Linked DNA regions of Xenopus laevis: region 2 is linked to region 1. Evidence: chromatin contacts called from public Hi-C data. All regions are on one chromosome and are shown on one strand. The core of a region is the stretch at or near the end of the contact, and the rest is flanking DNA. Distances in the headings are between cores, read along the strand shown.

What was found. A called contact is a pair of places that touch in the nucleus more often than the background predicts.
Region 2: a Hi-C map of the XL177 cell line shows a contact between it and region 1, with 3 times the contacts expected there. The contact joins the promoter of mia.L here to the enhancer-like site in region 1. A contact is called at or near these places in 3 of 4 Hi-C or Micro-C datasets (the XL177 cell line, the XTC cell line and animal cap).

What each region holds. Positions count from the first base shown.
Region 1 is chr8L:69,882,173-69,884,791 of Xenopus_laevis_v10.1, reverse strand. It overlaps prx.L (neuroblast differentiation-associated protein AHNAK), which reads right to left. Exons shown (of 7, transcript XM_018230236.2): 7 at 2,490-2,619. LOC108698619 (numb-like protein) reads left to right here. Exons shown (of 10, transcript XM_018230238.2): 10 at 1-48. Among protein-coding and RNA genes, the nearest start is that of prx.L, 24 kb to the right of the region's middle. Within about 2 kb of position 1,326, at least 1 of the 7 cell types and tissues checked has an H3K27ac peak or open chromatin away from gene starts, as enhancers often do.
Region 2 is chr8L:70,041,304-70,043,922 of Xenopus_laevis_v10.1, reverse strand. It overlaps mia.L (melanoma-derived growth regulatory protein), which reads right to left and starts at 1,320. Exons shown (of 4, transcript XM_018230239.2): 1 at 1,065-1,320; 2 at 827-960. The coding sequence starts at 1,305.

The sequences.
Region 1 (2,619 bases), core at 77-2,576:
TAACATTGTGAAAAAAGGTAAATAAATCAAATAAATATATAGAACCCGGTTGTGTGTGCACCCATATGTTTAACGCTTAGGAATGCTTTCACTGACATCAAGGGACGTGTTAACTCTTTACAGCCCTTTAGAAGGATGTCTGCATTAGCCACGGTCAAATAAACAATTATTCAGTCCAATAATTTGATAGGATTGTAGATCAATTTATTGTAAACCATTTTTTAACATATAAATGTGTGGCCTAGAAATTCCCCCAAAAGCAAACATTGAGCAGATTATAAAAGTAATAATAATAATTGTACAGGGCAATCCTGAGGCCTATGTATTTTACACATCCTTTAATTCAATTTACTTTTTGGCATAAATTTAGCACACATAAGGGCAAAGTGACTAACGCTAGCGAAAATTCACCAGCATGATGTCATTTCGTTACTTCGCTGATTTACTAACGGTCGCTGGCATAACTTTGCTATCGAAAGAGAGACTCAAGCGGTACTTCGCTCCCTTATGCCTGGCGAAGTTGAGCTCTGGTGAATGGACGTAACTACGAAAATTCACTAAGATGCGGATTTTACTGAACGTTACCTCTTGCGCCAGACTTGCCTTCGCCACCTTAGACCAGGCTAAGTGCAAAATAGTAGATCGGACTTCCTCAAAAAATAGTTGAAAAGTCCCAAAAAACGCTGGCGACTTTTCATTATTCAGGGTGATAGGCTGCAAAAGATCGTAAATTACTTCTGGGGTACTCGGCTTCCCCCCTACATTTCCTTACATATGGCACATAAACTATACACTGGGATCATGTGTAGGGCAATACAACAACTCTATTTTATTAAGGTTTCCCAGGCTTGTGTAGTGTAATGTATTGGCTGCAACATATACGTCTATTGAACTTTAACTTCCCGCCGTATGCAAATTAGGCAACGCTAGCGCAACCTTGCTTTGCTTGCCACAGTAACGCTAGAGCTACTTCGCCATCGTTCAACGCCCTGGACACAACTTAGGATTTTAGGGAATTAGCATTATCCTGGTGAATCTACGCCTGGCAAAGTGTTGCGATGTGAGCGAAGCCATCGCTGGCGAATTTTCGGAGGATAGTAAATTTGCCCCAAAGGTAGCTGGTGTTAGGTACAGGATTGACTTGTACCTTAGCATTCTGCATGATGCAGCTTACACCTGAGTACAATGGGAATACTGGCACAACATTATGGCATTAAATACTATATATTTTAGCACCAAGTGCTGTGAAACATAGAATGCAAAGGGAAATTATGGCAAGTAAGAGAGCAGCCTGTAATACTGGAACTACTTCACTAGATGGGATTAGAAGACCTTCCTTCATTATAATTGTCAGTAGCATTCTACAGCATAATCCATAGGCCTCACCTCCACAATGGTCTTGAATTATTATGAGAAACTTCCTATTCAATAACAAACATACGTACCAACTATTTGTTTGCCTATTAATAACACTGGTCCCAATCATATTTTCTTACTGGCCAAGTGACACTGAATTGATAGTTTTCAGGCATAAGAAATAGGTATTACAACTTGTATTAATACATTCTGCAGAAAAACAGTCGTGCTACTTAAAAATATTTTCTCATGTTAAACTCCACTACTTTAACTCTACTGAACTGAATAGGATAGAGTAAAAATGTATTTTCAGGATAGACTTGAAGCTGACACCTGACATTTATTTATTAAAGAATGCTCCTTCTCTCTGCCATCACTTTCTTCACTCTTATCCTCTCTCTAGATATTGACATGCTTAATCTGTTAAATTATCGGTTCCCGAACTAAGGGGACGATCTTACAAGATGGGATCTGATTTACAGGCGGGAGGCCTTACCATTATGTCTCAGTGGATGAATGTTCACTAGGTACCAAGTGGTCCTGCCTTCCCACCACTGCACCTGCAGGGAGGTCATATGCTGCACAGGGTGTTTGGGACCTTCAAGTGCAGTTTAGGTGTGGGAAATTGAAGAATCTTATGGAGCCTTCTATCTCACTAGGTTCCTCTGCAGATCTTCTTTCCCTGTAGTTACTGTATGTCAAAGAATTGCTGTGCTATGTAGTGTCTCAGTAGTCCAGACTGAAGCCCAGTAGGGATGTGATGTGATCTCTTATTAACTCAATAAACTGTAATAGATGGAGCACAAAAAGAGGCTTAAAGTCAAGTAGTCTAGAATCTATTGGGTTATGGCCACCCTTTACTTTACTTTAAACATCTCTTCTGTTATTCAGCATTTATACTTTCCACTGTCCTTTTCATCTTCTTCCTATAAAATAAAAAAGCCCTTTAAACTGATGTGATTTTTTTACTGTAGTGTAAACTCCAGCTCTCCAGATGACATGAAACCATCGAGATATTATATATATATGAGCATTCTGATCTCCAAAATACTGCAAAATTCTATTCTTTTATATACAATCCTTTCTACAGTTCTAGGGTTTTTTTTTTTAATAAAATAGACAGACATCTGACATACTGGTAGTATTTTCATTTGAAAGTTTAATAAACATTTTTATTACATTTCTGATTATTATGTCAAAATGTAAATTACAAAAAAAAGAACAAAATAAATCCAGGAAAGCGGTTAGTCAGTAATTTACAAT
Region 2 (2,619 bases), core at 71-2,570, 160 kb before region 1:
GGCAGGAAGATAGATAAAGAAATAATTTCTGGCTGAATTATGTATACAGGTATGGGATACATTATCTGTAAACCCTTTATCCAGAAAGATTGAAATAATCCAAATTTTTAAAAATTATTTCCTAAAACAGTACCTTGTACTTGACCCAAACTAATATATAATTAATCCTTATGTGAGGCAAAACAATCCTATTGAGTTTATTTAATGTTCAAGTTATTTTCTATTAGACTTAAGGTATGAAGATCCAAATTACGGAAAGGTCTGGAAAACCCCAGGTTCCACGTGTTCTGGATAACAGATTCCCATAGCTATACTAGGCAACATTCAGTATTGTGCCTGAAGTGGGAAGTGGCGCTGGTGCTGTTGGAGTAATATATGTTCTATCTATACATATTGTAGTCTGCCGGAATTGATAATAATGGTGTACCTGTGAAATTATTACTGGAAAAGTTCTTTCCCTTCGGAATTATGATACCAGAACAGAAATAGGTCAAAATACTATGCATGCAGGTGCAGGATTGATCTTGGTATGTCATTTTGCATTGTATAATTGTCAGAAGAAAGGCAACTGCAAAGGACTGACCTCTGAGGGGTTACTAGGTTGATGTCCACCAACAAAATAGACTATATATGTTTTTGTATTCTTCACAATTAGGGGTGTAATCTGTTTACCATAGGCAAAGTGTGTGTGAGGGAGGAACTACTTGTACTACAGAGTATGTGTTGTATATTTATATATCTCATGGTACAGCAGAGTATTGCAGGAGAAGATGGTAGTGTCACAATTTGCAGTTGTCATGTTTTAGGAAAGGTACAAATTACTTACACTTCCGAGCCAGAAAAGCCTGCCTCTGCCTTTCAGCTTGGAGAAGATATACAGGGTTTGGCCCTGTCTGATGGGTATGAAACGGCAATCTGGAGGGGTGTAATCAGACAATGCTACTGCAATTGAGACGGGATCTAAGGACAACAAAAAAGTTAACCAGCTTTTTAAATAGCAATAGTCTTATACATTAAAAGATGTCCCTTTACGCCCAAAACACATGAAGATATTTAATACTCACGACTACATTCCTCATCTGCACACAGTTTCTTGTCTGCCAGCTTTGTCATCCTTCTACTCCCAAGGGACATTTCCAACAGGAGGCAAATAGCAAGCAACACTTCCTTCCAAAACATGACTGTTCTCCTGCTCAGGCACCACTCTAAATGCTCAACTGAGCCAGCACTACATAAGAAACTAGCCCTCAGTAAACTGCTGTGTGTTCCCTCTTGCTCTTCTTTTTTATAATCCACCAGAGGCATGCACAGTCACACTCTTTACAGTGTATTATTTAATGTGCTAATGACTGCAGTAAGATAGAATAAATAATACGTACTGTTTTCTGCAATATAAGATATTATTTTATTTTGTTATGACTTCAAAACTTTATTATGCTCCCTCCTGCACAACTTTGCACATACCTACTAGAGCAAGACACACAAACTCTACTCCACACTTTACTTATGGAGGGAAATTGGAGCCACCCTGAACAAACCCCCTTGTGTTCAAAAAGTCCTGTAAATATGAAGGCTAACACTACGTTCTTTATATGTGCCACCAGAATTCAGATCAGGATGTGCTTTAACAGGAAAAGACTAATTTCTAACTGAGTTTCCAAGGTGCATGTATTATGAAAAAAAAGGGAAATCAGCTTTTTAAATAATATTTGGACTTTTTGGTGGTAATAGAGGATAAGGTTTACAGGAAAAGAGAAAAGGTCTTGCTTTTTTTTTTCTTTTGGTTGAACCTTGGAGGGCCCCCTTAGCTCTTAATAAGGTTTCAGATATATGAAAATATTGCTATATCAGCCATTTAGCCACAGTTCGAACAATATACAGGACAGAAAATAAGTGCTCTATTTAACCCTCATGCTAGAAAAGAGTGAATAGGAATTCTCCTCAAATCTTACACATATTGTCCTTCAGGAAGAGCTTCCCAACTCACTGCTCCAGGTCCAATCTAGGGTGTCAGCGATACAGTTTGAGAACCAATGCTTTAGGGCAAATACAGATGACCATGTCTTGTTTCTTTTAAGCTTTGTTGCTTTTGAATGTATTCAGGCCATATGCAGGTCCATTATTAACATAGCCAAATCCAAGATTTGAGGATTTTTTTCATTAATAGCAGGCATAATAATTAAACTCCCATACCAGCAACAAGGGCACCTTGTTTAGTTAGTTTATGCCTCAAGGAGAACTAAACCCTAAAAATTCATATGGTTAAAAATGCCATATTTTATATACTGAACTTATTGCACCAGCTAAAAGATTCTGCTTCTCAATAGCAGCAATGATCCAGGATTTCAAACTTGTCACAAGGGGTCACCATCTTGTCTGCAACACTCACATGCTTAGTGGGCTCTGAGCAGCTGTTGAGAAGCTGAGCTTAGGGGTCATCAAATTATCAAGCAGAAAATTAAGTTGGCCTGTAATATAAGCTGATGCTACAGGGCTGATTATTAAAATCTGATGCTAGTTGCACTGGTTTCTGTGCTGCCATGTAGTAATTATCTGTATTAATTACTAATCAGCCTTATATTGTGACATTTATATTCTATGTGTACTGTATATTGAGTC